Regions from separate parts of the Ovis aries genome. Here region 2 is linked to region 1. Evidence: chromatin contacts called from public Hi-C data. All regions are on one chromosome and are shown on one strand. The core of a region is the stretch at or near the end of the contact, and the rest is flanking DNA. Distances in the headings are between cores, read along the strand shown.

Region 1 (5,617 bases), core at 1,392-3,891:
ATCCCTTCAGTCTTTCTGGAGTCATTTCTCCAATGATCTCCAGTAGCATATTGGGCACCTACTGACCTGGAAATTTCCTCTTTCAGTATCCTATCATTTTGACTTTTCATACTGTTCGTGGGGTTCTCAAGGCAAGAATACTGAAGTGGTTTGCCATTCCCTTCTCCAGTGGACCACATTCTGTCAGACCTCTCCACCATGACCCGTCCATCTTGGGTGGCCCCACATGGCATGGCTTATTTTCATTGAGTTAGACAAGGCTGTGGTCCATGTGATCAGATTGACTAGTTTTCTGTGATTATGGTTTCAGTGTGTCTGCCCTCTGATGCCCTCTCGCAACACCTACTGTCTTACTTGGGTTTCTCTTACCTTGGATGAAGGGTATCTCCTCACAGCTGCCCCTCCTGACCTTGAACGTGGAGTACCTCCTCTCGGCTACTTATTTCCAAGCATTATTTAATTTTTGTTACATTTTAAATTTGAATCATGAGTTAAATAGTAGCTTCCTCCAAATTTTCAGACATGCACAGCAATTTTTACTTATTTTTTTGTTTAGTTGTAATTTAGTTAACTTGAACTGTGGTTGGAAAGCAACTGGTATTTTAGCAATTCTCTGACCAACACTGAAACTTGCCTTACAGCCTGCTATGAATACATCCTGAATTTTTGTAAACATTTCATGTACTCTTGAGAAGAAAGTGTGTTTTCTAATATTGGGTGGAGGGTTATTCTAATCATTGGGTAGATGGTACATCCAATAAGCCAAGACTATTACTTGCTGACATATTTTAAATCTTTACTAATGTTCTTGTTAGCTTGTTCTATCGTCCAACTCACTGTCATTGCTGAAGATGTGTTGAAATCTGTTATGGTGGTGAATTTGCTGATTTCTCCCCATAGTTGTGCCAAAACTTGCTTAATATATTTAAGACTTTTCCATTAGGTCTACATGTGTTTAGAACTATATTACTTCTTGGTGGACTGAACCTTTTATCATTTTATAAAGTCATGCTACTTAATAGATTACTTAATAGATTAATGTTAATGACCTTGTTGTAAAGTGAACTACCCCTGTTCTTCCTCAGTCATCGGAGGCCCAGGTGCAGTGAAACTCAGGGCTTTATTATGATTTAAATTTTAAGCAGCACCAACATTTTCCTGGTTTCAGAATGTCATCAATCCATTCTGAGTGAAGTTCTCTGGGGTATGTCTGTCCCAAGCCTTCATACAAGTGAGCCCAAAGGGCAGGGGTGAACTCCTTCAGATCTGTCATCTGGCCCCATCACAAGGGATCGCTAGGTGATGGAGAGCATCCTGAGGTCCTCAGAAGATGGCCTTCAGGACCTCTCCTAAGAGATCCTCAAGGACTGGGAGCACCGGTCCCCCTAGGCCAGGTACGGGGGGACTTCCCAAGAAGACCATGCCCACGTGTCCTCACCCACTGTGGAGCCCGGAGCCTCCCACTTCTTATTCAGCCCTGCACGTTCCACCTCCCAGCTGTGCCCTGAATTTCCTCCTCCCACTTTTTCCATTCCCACCACAACCCCTCAACAGCCCCGCATCTCCCATCCAGAACCTCCAGACCATGCTCCTTGATCTCTAAGCAGCTCCTATTAACTCTTCCTGGGGTGCTGACTACAAGCCCCAGGCTTTGTAGGTACTTTCAAAAGGCACCACTTTCCCAGAGTAGCAAGACAGAAAGCTTCAGATGGTACAAGAAAGGGCTTGGCCCTAGTCCTTGGTCATGAGTTCCGAGGTCTTGGACCACGTCTCACTTCCTCCGTCTCAGTTTTCTCCCTTGTGAAATGAGGATATGACTGGGGACCAAGTATGTGACTCTCAGCACACACAAACACCCAGAAGTAGTTGTTTTAACTCCAGCTGGATGGAGAAGCAAAGGTTTCTCCTCCAGAATTGTATCTCCCGATGGGATTATAGTGAGCCTGCTAGGTTGGCAGGGAAGATCCTTCAGTTCTCTCAAATCCCACTGCACAGTTAGCTTCTGAATCTGCCTCTGAGGAGGCTACACCACACGCCATGAAGGGACAGCCTTGCAGAGTCACAGTTGTTAGAAATGTAAGGGAAAAGTTAATATTTACTCAGCATCTCCGATATGCCGAGTGTTTCCCATGCATTATGAGAACCAGTGCTCCCCCCCAACCTGACAAGGTAGGGACAGTTAAAATCGCCATTTTAGAGAAGAAGAGACAGGGCTCGGAGCCCCAGACCCCATGGGTGGCACGCAGCAGAGAGCAGAGGAGTCCACGTGTGTCCTGTGCTCACTGTCAGCGGGCTTCCGGAGGTGGCACCCCGCATCTGCCTCATCACACGGGTGGGCGCATGCCCCCGTGAGCACCAGCATTGTTACCTCAGCACCCCTAGGCTCACGCTGCCCCTGTGAGCTCCAGTTTCCCAAGCCAGCTGAGCTTTACGCCAAAGCCCAGCAGTGAGGCGGCAGAGTAAAGCCACAGGGCTTGCCATTTCCAACAGTTGTAATCAAGTTAGAAAGCAGGACTTACTTGCTGGGAATTCTGGCCCTGTTGGGTCTCCACTCCTGTCTGAGACTTGCCAGCTTTGGGGGTTGGGGAGAACGTGCAGGAGCAGCTGGGGAGCTGGGCGGAAGCCCTGCAGCCTTCTCACTGCTTCAGATTCACAAGCCCTTGCCTTTTCAGAGTCATACGCTGGTTAAACATTAATTTCTCATAGTGATAAAGGTCAAGGAAATCTCGAGAAATCTCTGGGGAACTTGAGAAACGATTCTTCACTCAGAATACATACACATTTACTTCTGATTCCTTTTAGTATTTTATCATTTTAGATATTTATCTTTAGAACTTTCCTCCATCTGAAATTTATTTTAAGGTAAGTCATAGGATAAAGTTCTGATTTGTTTTTCCCCCATAGAATAAGCTAATCCTTCCAACATGATTTTTGAAAAATATTTCTGTTTCTTGAGCTTGTTGTCTTGGTCCCATGAAATTGTTGTTTCATTTCTGTGCCAGGGCTACAGTGTATAAACTTTGCCTCTTTCCTTTTAAAAATATTTTTGTTATTTTTAATTTTTTAAATTGGAGTATAGTTGATTTACAATGTTGGGTTAATTTCAGGCATATATACAAATGCATCACTTTCTAGTGCATTTGGATTCTTGGAAGGCAAGAAATCCCTTATCATTTTTCTTAAAAAAGAATCCTGGCTGCTTTCATATATATTTCTTTCAAGAGGAACTTTAAAATCATTTTAAAATGTTCCTACATTCAAATATTTTGCTGAGGTCTGGGTTGCAAGCACATTGATGGAGTTAAATTGTGAGGCTCTGACCTTTGGGAAGGGAGTTTTCCCTTCTATAGCCCCATCATCTCACTCCAGGGACATTCTTGTCTTAGTTTGGGTTCGTCCAAAGCTGCCGTAAGACACAGATGGAGTGCAAGTTGTTTATTTTGTTAGTTGTTATTTTGTTAGGCAGCACCGGGCACATTTCCAAGCCACTTACCCCTGTGGTGGCCAGGTGGGCAGGGCCCACACCGCAGAACTGAAGGAGGTAGGACAGACTGCCTGCCTGTCAAGGCTGGTAATTCCCCTGCCCAGCTCTCACTCAGGCACAGCAAGCTCTGGTGCCGAGGGGCAGCCTTGGGCAGAGTCACCGGACCTGTCAGCTGTGTGCGCAAAAGTGATGAGTCATGGACAGCCTCTGCCAAGGCTCCTTAACTAAGCCCTGTGTCCATAGGTCAGTGTTGGAGGCTCACTGATGCTGGAGTGGGAATTCTAGGTACTTTTATTTACCATGTGGACTGGAACTTTTCTACAGAACACGTTTTCAACTGAATGCAGCTTGGAGTTAAAGAATCCCTTCTGGTGTTGTCGTGTGTAGACCTCACTGGGGAGAGGTTTCTGGGTAGATCTTCCAGGCAGACGCAGTAAAGCTGCCCCCAATCCATGATCTTAAGAAGACTTTTCCTCTCCCAGTGACAGTCATGCCTTGGTTACACTGAGCAACTCTCTACAGGGTCAAAGCCACACCATCTGGTCTGGAGACACCTGTGCATGCGCGCTAAGCTGCTTCATCTGTGTCCAACTGTTTGTGACCCCGTGGACTACAGCCGACCACAATCCTCTGTCCATGGGATTCTTCAGGAAAGAATACTGGAGTGGGTTGCTGTGCCCTCCACCAGGGAATTTCCCGACCCAGAGAGCGAACGGGTGTCTCTTATAAGTCTCTTGTGTTGGCAGGTTCTTTACCACTAGCATCACCTGGGAAGCCCTGGAGACACGTGTAGGAACTTCAATATCCCTACTTGGTGGAGACCAGCAAGGGAGCCCTGGAGACTCCAGTGAAGCAGGGGGTGGAAAGCCAAGGGGCCACGCTGATGATGACTATGACCCCAACTCTGACTCCCACCCCAACCTTGTAACCCTAAACACTTCAACCTGAATCCTAACTCTAACCGCAACCCTAAACAGACCTAAACCCTAACCTCTAACCCTTAACCCCTAAGCCCTAGTCCTAATCCCAGCCCGAACCCTGAGACTGAATCTGCAGAGGAGAAATATCCAAGGAATCAAATTTTCTCAGAAAAGCCACCTTTCTTAGGAGTGGTTGACAATGTCAATTCCGTATTTTCTGCTGAGTGGAAGTTTTTAAATTTCATGAAGTCCAGCTTGCTTTCTACTTCTGTGGGTTGTGCCTTTGGTATGATAGCCAAAATGCCACCACGAACTCCTCTGTTCATCTAGGTCGTCTCTCATGCCATATTCTGGGAGTTTTGTAGTTTTGCATCCTACATCCAGGTCTGTGATCCATTTGGAGTTAGTTTTTGTGAAGGTGTGATGTCTGTGTCTAGATTTGTCTTTTGCTCGTGGGTGGCTGTTGTTTTAGCTCCGCTTGTTGGAAAGCCTATCTCTGCTCTGCTGTGTTGCCTTCACTGTTGTGTCAGAGATGAGTTGATTGTCTTTGTGCGAGTCTGTTTCCAGGCTCTCTGTTCTGTTCCGTCGATCCACTTCTCTCTGCTTCCACACGGCTTTGGTTACTGCAGTTTCAGAGGAAGTCTGAGGTTGGGTGTGTCAGTCCGTCAACATGGTTCTTCTCCAATTCAGTGTTTTCCGATTCGCTGGGATTGACCTATCATTGGATCATGAAACCAGTTTGCAGATTTCATGACCAGCATTTTAAAAAAGGAAAGCAAATAGAACAGAACAGAATAGGAAAGAGAGGGCTTTGCACCTAACAAGGGAAACGGTGCTTCGTGAAATTTCTGCTCAATTACGTATGCATGTCTGTGTGTGTGCACGCTGGGACACTAGATGACAGCGTTTCTTACCGTAGGTTATGATCAAAGACGACAGCTGGCACTGAGGGTAATTCTCTCTAGAGAAATAAAGGAGGCTGAGGTTTGTAAAATCTGCAAGTGAGGATTCAAGAGTAACCACAAAAGCTGGAGGAGGCAGCCTTTAATGGCAAACAGCTATTCCAGTACTTACTGTTCATTTCATTCAAAAAGTGGTGTGCATATGTTCTTAGCTATTTGTAGTTTCCTTCTGGGAATTTCAGGCTTCTATCTCCTGTATTATTTCAAGCTCGGAAGGGAGCAGGACTCAGCCTGGAAGGGGCCAGACCTCA
Region 2 (5,617 bases), core at 1,851-4,350, 84 kb before region 1:
CCCTCCTGTGCTCAGGTATCTATGTTATGGTCTCCCTCTGTGCTCACGTGTCTCTGTGAGATGCTCTTCCTCCTGTGCTCAGGTGTGTGTGAGATGCTCTGCCCTCCTGTGCTCAGGTGTGTGTGTGATGCTCTGCCTTCCTGAGCTCAGGTGTGTGAGATGCCCTCCCTCCTGTGCTCAGGTGTCTGTGATGCGCTCCCTCCTATGCTCAGGTGTGTGTGAGATGCTCTCCCTCCTGGGCTCAGGTGTGTGTGTGATGCTCTGCCCTCCTGTGCTCAGGTATCTATGTTATGGTCTCCCTCTGTGCTCACGTGTCTCTGTGAGATGCTCCGCCCTCCTGTGCTCAGGTGTCTGTGTGATGCTCTCCCTCCTGTGCTCAGGTGTGTGTGAGATGCTCCGCCCTCCTGTGCTCAGGTGTGTGTGTGATGCTCTGCCCTCCTGTGCTCAGGTATCTATGTTATGGTCTCCCTCTGTGCTCACGTGTCTCTGTGAGATGCTCTGCCCTCCTGTGCTCAGGTGTGTGTGTGATGCTCTCTCCTGTGCTCAGGTGTTACTGTGTGAGGCTCACATCTCCCTGCCAGCTCTCGTGTCAGGACTCTACTCTCTTGCCTCCCGGTTGTTCCATGAGTGGTTCTCAACAGCCCTCAAATCCTGAAGAATCGGTGTGGGGAGGGAAGGGGAAGACCATGGCCACGTCTGGATGGGCAGCACCTTGACAATGTGACTGAGTCCATGGTGCCTTCTGCTGCCTCCCTTTGTGGACTTGGACATGGAGACCTGACACAGAGTTGACTCTGCAAATGGAAAGCTCTCCAGAGAGTGGTCAGGGCGTTAGAGCTAAGCTAATGGCTTCTTCCACACGAGGCTAGTTGATAAGGGTCTGTGTGAGCAGTGTCCCTTGCGGCCTGTGGAAAACATGGTTGTGATTGTCACCAAAGGTGGCTGATTCCCTCAGACAGCAGAAAGACATAACCCCAGGGAACAGCGTCCCTCGAACCCCTATTGCACCAGCAGCTGGGGGGCATACAGGGTCAAGTCAGCGGGTCCCAAGTGAGCCAAGACTGGCTCCTCACAGGCTCCCAGGTGCTGGTCCAGGGACCATGCTTGGGCCGGTGAGCCCATGCATGGGTCAGCCCTTCAAGGATCTCCATGGCACAGCTGGGTTGATGGGGAAATGGCCAGCATCCTCACACCAGGCACACACGAGCAGGGAGTCTGAGTGCCCTGGAGAAGGGCGGGGGTTGCGGGAAGTCAGACTCGGGAGCTGGGACCAGCAGCCTGGAGAACTGGTGGGCAGCAACGCAAGGTCTCTGGGGAGCTCAGTCGATGTAATGAATGACTGCTTCCTCTCTTTCCAGTCAAGAAAACGCAGACAATGAAGTCAACTTAGACATACCTTTAGCCGGAAACAGACCAGTCCAAGAGTGACTTCTGCACAGATTTCAAAGCGGGCGTCCTGGCGCACCAATGCCTCAAATGCATGGGCTAGCTGGACGTGCTGGAAAGGGAAGGGACATCTGTCTGAGTCTTTTGTCACGACTTGTTTCAGAAGTTCACCACCTAGAGAACAGCATCAGACCACGCGTCTGGAACTCATGACTATGCTTTAGCCATTTTCTTCCAGCATTGATGTCACCCATGTCCTGGCTGTCCCCACAGAGGGTGAGAAACTTGCTACCAGGGGAAAGGGGCCACCATCTTCAGAAAAACACCTTTTGTCATCTTCTGTTCAGAGGACTGTGTTCATCACATCTTTTAGAATTTTAGGCCAAACGTTGCCAGGAGGGATTTAAACTTTTCAGAAGAGAGGTCGCGCTAGTGGTAAAGAACACGCCTGCCAATGCGGGAGACGGAAGAGGCCTGGGTTCGGTCCCTGGGATGGGAAGATCTCCGGAGGAGGGTGTGGCAACCACTCCAGTATCGTGCCTGGAGAATCCCACGGACAGAGGAGCCTGGCAGGCTGCAGTTTATAGGGCTGCAAAGAGTCAGTCACAGCTGAGCACAAGCACACACACACTTGAAGAGACAGTGGACAACATCAGCTGGGGAGCCGGGCACTTCCCCGTCCTATCCTGGTGCTGGCCCATGGTGCAGGGGCGTGCTCAGTCGCTTCCGTCGAGTCCAACTCTTTGTGACCCCATGGACTGCAGCCCGCCAGGCTCTTCTGTCCATAGGATTCTCCAGGCAAGGATACTGGAGTACTGGAGTGGATTGCCATTTCTTCCTCCAAGGGATCTTCCTGACTCATGGATCTAACCCGCATCTCTTGCATCTCCTGCATTGACAGGTGGATTCTTTATCATTAGCGCCACCTGGGAAGCCCAATAACACCACAACCGTGCCCATTCTGCAGACCAGGAGACTGAGGCTGGTTCTAACGCAGTTGCCCAGCACCAGAGCTCCCTCTCTGCAGCTGTTTGTTATTCCACAGCATCTGCTGCCACAGTGAGACCCTCGTCAGCCCCAGGCTGCCACCTATCCCCGAACCAGCCTGTACTAAACACGGAGGTGTTTACAGAGACCAAGAGCTGGTTCACACAGTACGTGATCTGAGAACCAGCTCACCCAGGTCTCAGCACCCATGGAGCTCATCCTGAACCCTGGAATCCAGTGTGGGGCTCACTGACAGGTGCCCAGGGAGCATCTGAGCAGAGATCGCATTGCTCAAAGTGTTGGGACAGAAACGTCATTTTTTTTTTTGGAATATAGCTGCTTCACAATGTTGGGTTAGTGTCCGCTGTAAAGCACAGTGAGTCAGCCATATGTGTACATACCTCCTCTCCCTCCGGAGCCCCACTCCCTTGCAGCCCACGCCTCCAGGCCATCGCAGAGCACTGAGCTGAGCTCCCTGGGCTGTGCAGCAGCTCCCCACTAGCTGTCTATTCCACACGTGGTAGTGTGTGTCTCTCCGTCCTAATCTCCCAATTCGTGCCCTCCTCCCCTCTCCCCGCTGTGTCCTCTGTCTGTGTCTCTCTTCCTGCCCTGCAAATAGGTTCCTCTGCGCCGTTTTTCTAGATTCCACATGTATGAGAAACACCACCGTTTCCATGAGGGGTCCCCAGGCGGTGATGAATCTGGCGCCACTAGAGGGCTCCAGAGACTGCTGGCAGGGGATCCCCTCAAGCTGGGTCCTGGAAGCTGGACACCTGCCCGGACGTATCTGGCTCCTAGGAGGGCAGGGTCGGTCCCCCTCAGGGAATCATGAAGCGCCTGCTTCCCGGAGCTTCCAGCAGGAATCACCCTCGTGAGATGAACTACTTGTGCTTCGCCTTCTTTCCCCAGAGCAGCTGAATCCTCATCCAGCTTCTGCGCACAGGCTCCCCACGGGAGAACTCACGGGCCCGCTTCCATGTCCTTTCCCGTCCTCTTCGCACAGAGACGCCCCAGACCCTTTACAGCCCCCCAGCAGCCTCCTGAGCTGCATGGGTGCCGGTGTGCGTGGCGCCGCGGGGCCCGAGCCGCTGCCCGCTCCGCGCGCTCTGCCACAGGGAGGGGCCTGCAGCCATCCGCCCTGCCCGCAGCCGCCCGGCGCCGCCCCCAAAGCGAGCCTCTGCAGGGCTGCCCCGCTCCCCTGCCGCCTGAGGGCCCCCGTCCTCAGGGTGGGGCCGCAGCTGAGGACGCCAGCAGGGAGGACCGGCTGGAACCTGGCAGGCCGTCCACAGCCAGCTAAGTGAGTGGGTCTCCGCGGGCCTGCTTCCTCAGTTGCTTAAAAAAGGAAAAGAGCAGGGTATACATACTGCTATTAGAGCAGGGGATGGCAGCCCCAGTACTCTTGCCTGGAGAATCCCGTGGATGGAGGAGCCTGGCGGGCTGCGGTCCGTGGGGTCGCACAGAGTCGGACACGACTGAGCCACGTTCACTTACGCACACTGCGCTGTGCTGTGCCGAGTCGCTCAGTTTCCCGTGCCCTGCTTGACAACGTCTTACTTCATTTCTCAGGTCTAAGACCTCCCTAACGTCAGCTGGATAAATAATGACAGCAGACTCACCTTGCGGATATAGGCCTGCAGTCCCTTGACTCCGTACATCCTAAAAACAAACCACATCTTCAAAGAGCGGAACCTCCGGCCCAGCGGCAGCTGCCAGTGCTGAAATCAGACACAAGACGGCAGCTCGGTGAGGACTGTGCCAAGGGCTGGCTTCCTTTTCGACTCATGGACTGGCTTGTTTCTCCTGAAGGCAGTTAGTTTTCTGGAGACCGACCCTCTGGCTGCCACAAGGGCGAAGCCGACAGCAGGGGAGTGCGCGGTGCAGCCAGAAGCTCTCTTTACAAAGCTCCGAGATGTCTGCGGAGTGCGCGCAGGGACCAGACCAGTGTCGGGCTCAGATGCCACTGTGAGCAGACGGGGGAGTGTGGCCCTGCCCCTCGAGCCTACAACCCAGGAGGGGCGGGAGGGGAAAGTTCACTGATTTCTCTGCCTACAGGAAACAGGAAGGGCGCTGCAGATCCCCACGCCCTCTGCTGCGCATGCCCCGTGACGCCCATTCTCTAGAGCAACGTGCATCTTCTTCCTGCCTCACAGGCCGCCATGGAACACGTGGGACATCGCGCGAGCCTTCCTGAGTTTTCCTGCGTTTGTCAGCTGCCCGGGTGTGACACTCTCCAGTGGTTGTCAAGGTACCAAAGCGAGCAGGAGTGGACACAGAGGGGACAGGGTGCAGGGACATTTGGGAAGATAAAGATAAAAACATCCTGATTTTTACATGGCCACTTCCTATTGGAGCTTCTAAAGGAGATGAGGGGCACAGGAATTTTCTCTCCATCTTCGTTCTCCGTGGGCAGCCCACAGAGCCCAGAGACGGACTTCCTGCTGGGCATGGGGCAATGCCACTCAGGGGGTTGGGGTGCAGCATGGCTGCACGAGGGGCAGAGCAGGCTTGGGGGGCACTGCTGCTCTAGGGAATGCACCCACGGCCATGGCACCCCACTTCTGAACTGCAGTGAAAGCACCAGTGGTTCTGCAGAAGCTTCTCGAGTTGCAAAGAGAAACACTGGTCCAAGACTGAGGTTCAGAAGCATCCAGCACAGTGTCACTGCTGTTTACAGCGGGCACTGTGTGGATGCACAGGCCATCTCACTTTATCTTCCTAACCGCGCTGCGAACAGGGCTTAGGAGCTCTGTTTTATCCGTGAGAAAGCAGGCATCTGGGAGCTAATGATGCGCCAGGCCAGAGAGCCCCAGTCGTGCCCACTGACGCCCGCTGTCCTCTATGTAGCTGTGCGTTTGCAAGCTGCTGGGGAGTCTTAGTAAAAATTAACCTCACATGCCTTTTTAGAAAACCCACTGTCACCCCACTGAGTAACTAACTAGACACTAACTAACTAGAGCCCAGTGGTCCCTTGCTTACAGGTCGCTGCACTCCCCAGCAGCCTCCAAGAAACTAAAATGTGAGTGAAATGGAACACTGGAAAGGATAGCAAGGGGAAATTGATTCCCATGGCACGGGAGTAAACACGCACGCAGTTGAACGGTGTTTATTCCAGCATCACCCTAAAATGCCGTCACTGCCTCTCTGGGGCCTGAGGCAGGACTGGGCCAGCTTCCCCGGAAGCAGGGCCTGTGCGCCCAGTCTTTCCCCCCAGCCCTGACCAGACGTAAGTCTGGGGAGGAGAGGG

The links. Hi-C and Micro-C count contacts between places; a contact is called where the count stands out from the background.
Region 2: a Hi-C map of hypothalamus shows a contact between it and region 1, with 2.4 times the contacts expected there. The contact joins the enhancer-like site here to the promoter of DDC in region 1. A contact is called at or near these places in 2 of 16 Hi-C or Micro-C datasets (hypothalamus and muscle).

The regions. Positions count from the first base shown.
Region 1 is chr4:6,128,086-6,133,702 of ARS-UI_Ramb_v3.0, reverse strand. DDC (dopa decarboxylase) reads right to left here and starts at 2,641. Exons shown (of 14, transcript XM_042248334.2): 1 at 2,520-2,641.
Region 2 is chr4:6,212,679-6,218,295 of ARS-UI_Ramb_v3.0, reverse strand. DDC (dopa decarboxylase) reads right to left here. Exons shown (of 14, transcript XM_042248334.2): 11 at 3,990-4,088; 12 at 1,397-1,498. Among named protein-coding and RNA genes, the nearest start is that of FIGNL1, 22 kb to the left of the region's middle. Within about 2 kb of position 3,100, at least 10 of the 54 cell types and tissues checked have an H3K27ac peak or open chromatin away from gene starts, as enhancers often do. A contact at or near this core is called in hypothalamus, where this site is marked.